Regions from separate parts of the Anas platyrhynchos genome. Here region 1 is linked to region 2. A link is a contact called in public Hi-C data. All regions are on one chromosome and are shown on one strand. Each heading gives the region's core, a stretch centred on a gene start, on an enhancer-like site or on the middle of the called end of the contact. The rest is flanking DNA. Distances are from core to core; before and after follow the strand shown. Region 1 overlaps ATF3 (activating transcription factor 3). Region 2 holds the start of LOC101789646 (left-right determination factor 2).

What was found. A called contact is a pair of places that touch in the nucleus more often than the background predicts.
Region 1: a Hi-C map of subcutaneous adipose tissue shows a contact between it and region 2, with 2.8 times the contacts expected there. The contact joins the enhancer-like site here to the promoter of LOC101789646 in region 2. A contact is called at or near these places in 4 of 8 Hi-C or Micro-C datasets (F1 follicle, liver, skeletal muscle and 1 more).

The regions. Positions count from the first base shown.
Region 1 is chr3:20,368,201-20,373,955 of IASCAAS_PekinDuck_T2T, forward strand. It overlaps ATF3 (activating transcription factor 3), which reads left to right. Exons shown (of 4, transcript XM_027453696.3): 4 at 1-2,374. Among named protein-coding and RNA genes, the nearest start is that of ATF3, 9.8 kb to the left of the region's middle. Within about 2 kb of position 2,966, at least 1 of the 8 cell types and tissues checked has an H3K27ac peak or open chromatin away from gene starts, as enhancers often do. A contact at or near this core is called in subcutaneous adipose tissue, where this site is marked.
Region 2 is chr3:20,301,873-20,307,987 of IASCAAS_PekinDuck_T2T, forward strand. LOC101789646 (left-right determination factor 2) reads right to left here and starts at 1,374. Exons shown (of 6, transcript XM_013094953.5): 1 at 952-1,374.

The sequences.
Region 1 (5,755 bases), core at 1,716-4,215, 68 kb after region 2:
ATGGACACTACTTTCCTTGTGGCTGGTAGGGAAAGCAGACTGAGAGTATTTTTAAAGTTTTGCAGTTTCCAGGAGGATGGTTTCTGGCAGAGTGCACTGGTATATAATATTGCATTCTAACCTAACACACACACACACACAAACACACAAAAAGCCTTTAGTTCCAATTAAGCTTTGTAATTTTTTTCACAACACTTGTGTGGCTTTTATCTATGACTCATCTCAGAGACTGAATTTGACAAGTCTAGTAGGTGTGACAAAGAAATGTTTCTTGCAAAATTCCTTGTAGCTAAGTTCATATTTTATGACTTGGAACCCCACCTACCATCCTTTGGGGACTGTAATTTTTCCTTGCATTTCAGGAGAGTGTTTTGTGACTGGGTGAATTGGACCCACTGGAAAGGGAACTAATTATGAAGGGATTTTGATATGGGTTTTGCCCAAGCAAAGAACTGCAGGACTGAATCGCAGGCTCATGAATCATGAAAAGTTAAAATATATATATATATATATATTTGTCTAGGATCTAATCCTACAAGCCTTAACCCTCACTCACAGACGAGGTTCCATGGCTTTTAGTAGGTCTGGTTATACAGATAGTTCTTACAGGCATAAGGCCTTGACAAAGCTTTTTGCATCCTTGTCAGGATTACTTCCTTTTGCCAGATGACTCAGAGGGAAAACTTATGATTGCAGCTACTTTTATTTTACATTTGGGTGGCAACTACAGTCAATCAAAAGTATTACTTAGAATCTAAAGCAGACGAGAGTTTTGATGTAGTGAATAACTGTTCTTATTTTTTATTAAATACTAACCTTAGATGTTTTTGAATTGGTAGAAGAGCTGTTGGACAAAACAGTTGGAGCTACGAGTGTTTAAAGTCTGATGTTTCTGTGAAATTCTCAGATTGTTTAATCCTACGAAATATATCTTTTTTCTTTTTTTTTTTTGTAAAAGAAAATATTATCCTTATTTATCACTAATATCATAATGAGTAAAGTAAATAAATACTGCAAGCAAGATAAAACTGAAAACACAAGTGTTGTGCTGTCTTTTTACTTTTATCTCTTGGTGTTTAATATTATATATTCCTAAACTTCACTAGTTGTATTTAAGACACCAATACTTAAAACACTTATCCTTCATCATCTCCACAGATGAGGTCCTGAGTATCTTGAATGATTGGGTACAGAGATTATACCTCCCAAAATTCTGTATCTTGTTCAGTGGTGTCTAGCTGCTCAATGTCACAATTTAAATGAAGCAGACAATAATAATGGAGCTTACAGTACATAATATTTTACACCAGTTATGCAGTGTTGAAATTGTGGTTTTATTCTAAAGGCTAAACTTAAAGATACCTCAGCCACAAGCTTCTTACTCTACAAGTCCAGGCTGAGTGTATCAGATATCACACCTGATCCTTATATGATCTTTATATTCTGCAACAGAACTTCTTAGTAGATTTTCCTAAGATCTGGATATATTGTAATGTCCTATATCGTGTTTAAAAGATATGTACTTCATGTATCTGAAAAGTGAATGTATTAAAAAGACAACACACCAGGTCTGATTCTGTCCTGAGAATCCATTTTCTTTCTGTATGTTGGAAGGAGCTGCCATTGACTTCAATGAGAGTTTTTTTAATGTCCTGTAGGCAGAGTTTGGAGCCTCTGCTGCAATTTCACTGGCTCAGAGGGAAAGTTTCACGGGGAGTTGGGCCAGTTGTTTGTCAGACAACAGATTTACATGAAGTGTGTTAACAGTAAACTCGCCAAATGATTTTCATTGGTATTTGACTTCTCTATGGGAGTACAAAACTGAGGTGTCATTGTGGTATCGTACACCTCGGCTTTGCCTTCAGTGCGTCAAATACCAGCAGACAAGAGTTTGCCTCCTGTACTGTTATAAAGCGTTACCACAGAGACTAGAATATGATGACAGAATTCGTGTCTCTCCGTTAGGGAATTTGTATGGTTGCTTTTAACTGTATCACTGTTGACGCAGGCGTCATGCTTATGTTGCTTGATGTTATGTACTTAGCATGCCAGATGTTAATATGGTACCACTACTATTGTCAGAAGATAATGTATTTTTATTTCTTTACATGTGCAGACACAGCTGCTTTCTACTGTGTGTATGTGTGTGTGTGCATGCGTGCTCCTGCACGCTGCTGTAAAATGATGGTACTCAAGGTAATTTGACTATGTCCACAATAGCGTGTTTAAACAGCTAGACAGGAGCAGTATGCTGCATGAGTTTTCTAAAAGTATACTTTATTCAGGAGAACCTTTAAAATGCATTAAAAGTGGTTTGTTTTCTATTCTCAAGTTTGTTTTGATACTTTAATAAAAAATAATTAATATATATTTACTCATGTGTCATTTAATTCATTCTAAGCTTCCAGTTGCAGGAGCAACTTCATCTGCTTAAAGAACATTTATATATATATATTTTTTTTTTAAAAAAAAGCAGACACATCTTGTAGGTTTTCAACAATAAACATCAAATGAAACTGGTACTGTTCACTGATTGTCAAGGTGTAAACAAAGCTTTGTTATTACAAGGTTGATCATGAATTCCAGCTAATTTCTCATTTGCGTCCTAGGGCTTAGATTAAAGCACTGGAAATTAGAACTCCAGAATCCTTCTAAACCTTGCAACCCACCAGCTGATAGTTATTTCGGCTTTTTGATTACTTAAAGGGTTTAATACTTCTGCTTTATTGATTGCTTTCTATGGTTATATGGCAAATACTAAAGCAGTACTGCACAGAAAGGGCTTTGGCTTGTTTCTGTGTGTGTGTGTTTGTGCGTGCGGGTGTGTGTGTGGAGAAGCATGAGGAAAGATGAACAAAATGTTCTATCCTGCCTTTCCAAAACTAAGTATCTACACCCAGACAGAAGTCCCTGTGTTTTGACAGCCGGTGATGTGGACGAAAACTTTTGGCTTCAGTCCTTTGCAAGCAGTCATAACTTGTAATACAGAGGTCAGATAGAAGGCCAGGAGCTCCAGGGACCAGGAAATCCACGGCACTATTGCAAAATCTAGTTAAAAATATCAGCTGGAAGGAAGATCTAGGCTACTATAAACCTGGCAATGTTGAATACTTATTCTTATCGGTATATCCATTTACAGACCGGCAGTGCCAACATGTTTATTCCCCATTTCATGCATTCTCCTATACTTGTTATCAAATTTTAGTTTTGAATACTTTATTCACTTCCAATTTTGCAAATTTGTAGATCATGTGCCTGTCTCATTTTAGAAAATCTTATCAACAAAATTAGGGTAATGAATTCCTGAACTGGTATTTTACAATATTTTCCTTAGATGATATCATTTGAAATCATCCAGTTACACAAGCGACTGGTCTTTATGACATATTGCTAATAGAATAATTAATATTCCGTGAACTAAATAATAATTTGTATCTTCTCCTTAGGTCTTGTTTTAGGCACTAAATCTGTGTGTGTACAGGTCCATGAAAACCTTAAAGCATGCTTAGTTTTACTCTGTGCACTAATAAGGTAGATATACTTTTTTCTCTCTCTTCTCTTGATGTAAATGAGTGTAACATTGGAGGTAGGCAAAACCAGGGATTCACTCTAGACATTCATTTAATGAAATGGAACGGTAACAAATTTAAATGTAAAATAACTTTTCTGCCTGGTCCCATCAAGAATCTGAAGTTATTGCTTAAGGGGGTGGCATTAAAGTCACAGCTATTATTAGTTTTGCCAAAGAAACTGGATGATATATGGGTAATGAACATAAAACTGTACAGTTGTTAGAAAAGAGTTTTAAACACTAAATCTACGTCATCTTATATATATATGTGTGTGTGTGTATATATATATATACACACATCTCCAAATCCAGAATGGCAATTGTGTCTCATCCATTTTTTTCTTCAACTGGTGAGCAGTACATACATAGGACTAGGTATTAGTCTCATTCATTCTGGCCATTGCCATGTTTCTATGTTTGCCCAGTGCCCCCAGCTGGAGACCCTGAGAATCACATGATGAAAATCATGTTCAAGAATATTAATTTACATAGAAATACTTAGTAACATTCTTCACTGGCTCATCAAGGCATCAATATCAGATTTGTTTATGAAACAGACATCATTCCTTTCTGAAGTGTAGTTAAGATGAAGAGTGACAATATTTTTAAAAAATCTTATTGCTCAAAGTTCATTTCCCTAGTGGACACTCTGAGTCACAACTGCTGACTTTAGTGATAAAAATAGTTATTTACTAATTTTCACTTCTATTAGATCTTCAGAGCCATCAGTGTAAAAAGAATATGCCAGATTCTATTCTTGATACAGCATCATTTCAGGCTGCATGGCTTTAGTAGTGCTGACAATGATGCGTGAACCAAAAAAAAAAAAAAGCTAATGATTTTCAGATTCCAAGCTAAGCATACTAGAGCTGACACACAGAAAAATAAATTATTAAACCTGTGAAAAGAGTAAATAGGAAATGGAAATAAAATGAGACTTGAAGCTGGAATCCTTTTCCCTACTTTTGAGAATTTAGCAGCTTTATATTTGCAGACCACACCAAAAAAATTGGTGCACCACTGTATCCACTTAGATTGTGGGTATGTCCACGCAGCAAATAGTGTGGTATAGCAAGACTTCTATACAAGCTGGCTTAGTACTGGGCACAGCCCAGCGATGACAGCAAGAAACTCGGCACAGGCTAATTGATGGCACTGGGAGGATGAGCCCTCCATGCAGCCAGAGGAATGGCTGCTCCTGGCATCTGAGGTAGCTCATTTACACCAGCTCGGGTATCCTTCAGCTCCTCAGGTCAGCATATGTCCCGGAACTGCCTGCTGGGTAGCTGCCTGGCTTCTCTACAAGCAGCGCCACAGGTTCAGCCCAAAGGTCCTTCCTGACCCAATTTATTTCTACAGCAGTGACCAAGAACAGGGAAGAACAAGAACAGGGCAAGTATACTTCCCCTGGGTGCTTTCCCACAGTTTGTTTTCAGCTTAGCAGTCACACAAGCTTGACATGATTCCTTCAGATAGTAACCCTTGTCAGGTCTTTCTCTCAAGTATTTGCCCAGTTTCTCATCTACAACACCAACATCTGCAGTACATTTGATGGCAAGTTCCATAGGGATGTCACTACTGATGAGAAAACTATTCTTTTTGTTTGTTTTGACCCGACTCCTTGCAGCTCCACCTGACAGCTGCTCATCCTTGAACTGGAAGGGTCAATGCTTACCCCTTCCAACTCAAACCATTCTGTGATTCTGTGACTTTATGACATCCATCCTGGCCAACTAAGGCAAAGATACCTCAGAAAAGAAGAGCATGTGTGCAATTCACTCAGTGATTTTATCCAAACAGATATTGCAGTCAAAATTCTCAATCCATTGACAATTGCTTGGTTAAGAGTTGAGATCAGAGTAAGAGAAAATAATTGGGGAAAAACTGAGTATGCAATAGTCCGCCTGCTGAATGGAGTGCAGCTAACTTTTGCTGGCTGAAATAGAGATTCTTTCTCCCCTGGCTTGGGTAAGCATCACTCTCTGAAGCCAGCATGGTGAGAACTTCTTCACTTGTTTTAATCTACTACAGCCGTCAACACTGAATCACAAAGGGCTTGTAACTCCCACATTTGTAGCAGATTCCTGTGGTTTTATCATGCATTCTTGAAGCCCCAGATCTGGGAAGCATTTTATTGGATGAGAACCTCATTCCTCATGACTTTAGGAAAAGCCTTAGAAATAT
Region 2 (6,115 bases), core at 124-2,623:
AGCAAAAGGCTAAATGTATTATTAAGTGACACCATCTTGCATATACTTTACAGTGAAAATTTGTGCGTTTTTTTCCCCCCCATAAGATAGAAGACTTTGTAAAATGGTGCTTCGATGCATTTTTTCCCCCTAAATCAGATATTAGGAAAAATGTTTTTACCATGAGGGCAGTCAAACGCTGGAACAGGCTTCCTAGAGAGGTGGCTGGTGTCTCACGCCTGTCAGTGTCCTGGAAGCATTACAGAATCACAGAATTTCTAGGTTGGAAGAGACCTCAAGATCATCGAGTCCAGCCTCTGACCTAACACTCAGACAGTGCCCTCATTTATGTGCTTTAACTTTTGGTAAGCCCTGGTGCAGTCAGGCAGTTGTATTCAATGGTCTTTGTAGGTCCCTTCTAACTGAATTATTCTGTTCTATATGAATAATTTCTTAGTAGAGTGCAGGGACTGTATCATCAGTATGCTAAAACCAAGGAGCAATGGTTTCTTGCAGTGTCACAGAGCTGACTGGTCACTGCCAGGCTGTGCTACGAGTGCGTAACCGGGAGAGACAGTGAAGCTTACTGCGCACTAGCAAATCTCCAGGGAGTGGCAGAATTGTGAAAAAGTCTGACTACTAAAAGGTGAAGTCACCAGAGTGATGTTTTGCAATTATCGGTGATGCTCACCTTCAGCCACGCAGCAGGATGCCTGCTTTGCAGCCCTGCTAGGGGTCACTGCTCAGCCACGCAACATCTGTCTCCCTTTGCCCATGTGAACGTGGGACACTTTGCCTGAAGCGCTGACGCTGGAGACAACGCACCAGGTCAGAATGAGTCACCCAATGAACTCTTAGCCGAAATCACAGATCTATATTACAGAAGATACTACAAGCCCCACAGGGAATCAAATCTTCTTACCCTTGGCACCATATCAGAGTAACAAAAAGCTCCTGTCCCAAACAACTTACCATCTCGATTGCTGACAAGATGCCACAGGGGGAGAAAACACAGGAACAAGATGCAGATGGATAAGCATAAAAATAGCCTGAAGAAAAGCAGAAGTCCCAGCTTCTGCTTTTCCTAAGCATTTATTTATGCCCTTTAGCAGCATGGCACCTATGCAGATGACTGAAAGATACCATAGTCACCCTTGAAGAGAAAAATTCTTCCTCCCTGCACTTGGGACTCTATTTCCTCATTGCTTTATCAGCAAAAGATTAGCACAGCTCAAGGAGCTCAGGCACTCAAAAGCTGATGCAAACTGAAAGACATTTGGCAGTTTCTTGAATGCTGCAACAGGCAGACACCCACAGGTACAGATGCAACCCGGTGAAATCCTCAGGTCCGCAGTAAGGCTTAATCAGGCTATCAGACACAGCTGTACCAGTCACATGCTGGGGATTTCCCAGCTGCTGAGTCTATCTCCCCGAGCACACGTAGTTAGAAACAATTCACTCACTATGTAATCAGCAACCATGTGACAATTTCATTTTCTCTATCAAAACATCCAAACAAGTCCGGATTCAGAAAAACTGTGGCTCCATCACTGGGACTCTTAGTACTCTTCTGCACTGGTCATGTCAAGTAAAATACTGCTGCTACAGTAGGACTGTACTTGTTTTTGCACAAAGTCCTTCTGTGATCTTTATTCTGGAAGGAACTTGATGTTCTTATGCATTCATGAGATCTAAAGATTTCTTTAGCAACATGATCTCGACCAAATAATTCCAACCACAGGTCAAACGTGTGACACTCAGTCATCACTGGGTTTTGAGTCTCTGTCACTGGAAAATAATAGGTGAAATTTATGTAGTAAGATGTCCACTTTAAACAGAGCACAAAGTAACTAAGGGAAGAAAAACCTCTATTTAAAGTTATTTGTACATTCTAGTTTCTTTTGGTTACTGTTCCTCTCCTTCCTCAGTTACAAGACAGACTGTAAGCCTGTGAGGGAATAGGTGCAGTTGAATTCTGTCAGGTCTTTCTCTCCCTCTCTACTCATCATCTATCAGTATTTCAGTTCTCTACATAATAAAACTTATGGAAAGAAATAATTCTTTACTTCTGGTTCCTTCTTTAGCCTGGGGCAGGTCTAAGTGGGAATATTACTAAAACAAAATTAATAATAATAATAAAAAGGTTTTATTACAACATATATGTATTAAGGAAACACTGGTTTTGCTGGTCATATCTGCTGCAGATAGGAGAGCCTTCAGCTGCAATAATTTTATTTCAGGAATGCAAGAGGAAGTCCGAGGGTAAAATTTCACTGAGGGCCCTACCCTTGGAAGGCATCTGATTTAAAATAAGGAAGCAAGGACATATGCTCTAATCACAATTTTTGTTTATCACCTCCGGCTGGCTACTGCTTCTGAGTGCTGAACAAATTTGAGTGCTCACTGCAAAACATGCAGCGTGCTCGACTCCTGGAGAGTAATCTTTAGTAACACCAACGTCTATAGCTAGATGGTATAGTTCCATCAACACTCATATCATCCCATCTTTTACCACACCCTATTCTAAAATAAGAAACAAAATTATTCAACATTTTCAAATAAAAATGTGATACATCTTCCAAATATGCAGGAGTCTCAGTTGCAGAGGCAAAATGCATAAAATTAAGAAAGAGGAAGACCTGCTTCAAAAAAAAAAAAAAAATCAGAAAACTGAGATTTAGTTTTGATTTCTGCTGGTATACTAGTATGGAAGGCACACTGGTGAAAATTTTGGATAGAGAACTCAATATTGTGATATCTGAACCTCCTTTTTGCAGCACCACTTCTGGAACACATGGCATTATGCTCTGAGCAAGCATGGTCAGGTGGACAGCAGACATAAGTGCGTGACCTGGGGAGGCTTCACCAACAGGGCTTTTTATGAAAATTCAGTCCCCATGGTAATCTGACCGCTGAGAAAAACCCTAAGGGAGGATGGAGCAAGTGCTACCCCTATCTCCACTCCTCTGACGTACTACATTGCTCGCAGGGAAATGGGAAACACCGGCAGCAAACTGGTGAAGTTTTTGGTGTGGCACTGATGGGTTGGTGGTCAGCACACTGTAACGCACTGGAGGATGGGAGCACATGGACAGCCAGCAGGCATCTGAGAGGTATGGACGTCCAGTCTGAGCTGGAGACAAGCTGGAGTAGGCAGGAGAATGTTGAAGTAGCAACTCCTGAGGAAGCCGGTAAGAAAGCAAACACTGTGCGTGCTCCAACAGTCCTTGAAGACATTGAATGACTGTGGTAAGGAGTATTAAAAGATGACATTTACATGTTGAGGGTGGAAGTGGTAATAAGCCAGAGAACGTGGAATTGTCACCAGTGGAAAAGAATGATGCCATTATTATTACTCATGAACATTGTGCAATGATTCACCTGATTTAAATGCTAAAAAAAGATCTACAACAACAGAAAAAACACTGAATGGGCATAATGAGTGGGAGAGATGAGAGACACGCTCCAGCATAAAGCCATGAGTGTGGTATATGTGTTACAGTTTCAGTAACTTATAAGTGTACTATCCTCACAGAGTAATTAAAATGATGATTGAAATTGAGGTGAGAAAGTCAAGTGAGAAGTTTTTTTAGGAAGAATTCTTAGGATGTGCAACAAGTTGCAATGCCACAGTCAAGGACAGGATAATTTTGGCTACAAATGGTGTCTTGTTTCACTACTCAGTTGTGATCAGTAGTTAGTAAATGAAGAATAAAGAGAAACAGTGATAATCCATACAAATTAGGAGTCATGAAGGGCAGAAATCAATAAGGCTAAACTCGTGAGTAGAAAGACCAGAGCTGACAGGACCAATGCAGCACAAAGTATTTAGAAAATGTTATTGATACTACAATGGTTGTAGCAGTAATGTAAACCTTTGGCCAGATAGAGGTGATAAAATTTTCTAATGGTGATGCAGGAGAGGCAAAAAATTTTAGAAATATTTCTATTCTCTATTTGGAAAGATGTTCTTATGTCACATGATGATGACCAAGTATTTTCCAAGCAGGATGTTCTACAACAGGTACTAGAAATAAACACTTCAAAATCAGCCAATCCATCTACCTTACACCTGACAACTAATGCTAAGAAGGCCTTAGAACTAATCATGGTTATTTTAATAAATTAAGGCATTCTAGGGAAATTCCATTTCACTGGAAAAGTGCTAATGTTGTGCCAACAAAAACAAAAGCCAGCAGGATGACTCAGAGAGCTAATGGGTAGTTAGGCTGACGTTACTTCCAGGTAATAAAATGGTAAAGCTGTTATAAAATTATATTAATAAAAACTAATGTACAGGGATATAATTAAAATCAGTTAACATTTTTGTGGCAAATAGATCCTGTAAAATAAAGTTATTACACTGCTTGATGAGACAGAAGTTTAGCTGATGGAAGTAATTGTATAGATGTAATATATTTTGGAGAGTATTTGACTTAAGAGTGTATGATGTTCCAATTATGAACATTAGCACAACAAAATATCAATAAAACATGTTAAATGGACTAAAACCAGAAAAACATAAGAAAGTAATAATGGAGACCTGTAACTTAATGTGCTTTAGAGCTTATCATTTTCATCAATGATTTGGAAACAGATATCAATACCCATAGTAATAAGATTTGAGAGATTAATAAAAATATAAGTAAGGATGAAAGCTGAAGATAGCCATATACAACAATTTGGACCAGTTAATAAACCAATCCCATTCAAACTAAACATGAGTTAATACAGCCAAATGCAAAGGGATTTGACCTAAAAGCTTTATAAAACTATATGCAACACTAGTGAAACCTACGGTGAAACACCACACCAAGTTTCACATTTTAAAACATTTTCAAAAGAGAATATGAAAAGCATACAAAATGAAGAGAAAATGTCTTACAGTGAGATTTTCAGAGAAAAGACTTAAAGTTCATTTATTAACATTATTAACTAGCTTGACTTAATGTTTCACAGAAAATACTGGCTCCTACAGGGCTCCTCAGTGCAAACACAAAGTTCAGATAGGAAACAAGGCACATTAAATAACAACTTATTTATAACTTAAATTACCATGGGAATTCTCAATGGCATCTTTAGTTCTTGAGGTCTTCAAGTCAAGACACCATTTTGAGTGTTGCAGCTGAGCACATAGATACTTACTACTGCAATTGGACACCAAATATTCTGTACAGGCTAATAATGACCTATGATACAGAGAGCAAATTAACTGACTTAGTAGTCCCTTCCAGAATTATTTATTCCTGTAGATACTGTAATATGTTTTACTCTTTCTTCTGAAGAAGTCAACTGACATCACTCACTTTGGAATATTCTCTGTTGAGATCTGCCAGAAATCACTGAAGATTGTCATATCCTCAGGCTTATGATCAGAATAAGTATTCTCTGGAAAGGAAATTAAATGGGTTGTGTTTAAAAAAAAAAAGGAGTAAAGTGGTATGGGGTGGGGAAGGAAGCAAAAATCAGTTGATCCCACTGAGATTAATATGTGATTTTCATGGAAGCAAAACCTGAAGCAAAGAGTTCATAAGACTACAAAAATAGTTCTAAATTTTTATTGAGTCTAAATATCTAAATCTTATCTAAGTTGAGTGGGATTTAATAGTTCTTAAATTCCACTCAATTTCTTCAGTAGCAACTACTTGTCTTTGTGTGTGGTGCAACAACAGTCAGGCCTTCCGCTTCTCCAGAAATAGCCATGTCATAAGGTCCTTCTTCCTTGTTTATATATGTATAGACATCAACAAGACTATATAAAGCCTTTCCATAATTTGTTCACATACAGTTGTTTCCTTTTGATATATTTTTAGATCAATTGCACTTAAACAATACTTCCTCAACCTACTGAACTTTGCTCTGGGACAGATGATCAAGAGCCATGCAGATAATGTACTGTTTAAGGGATGATGGCCAACACTTTCCACAATGCTTGTTGAAAGGGCATGGTATTATTCTCCTCACCACGGAGTTTAGCGTGACTCTGAAGTGGTGCAATGCTCATGTTCACACACTCTGCATCTGTCCTTTGAATTGACTCTGGAGATAGGGACAAATATATCAATGTGCAAGAAGCAGAAGCTAATTCGTGATCTTTCAGATTTCTAATAAACTGTGTCACTTTGAAGAAAAGAGT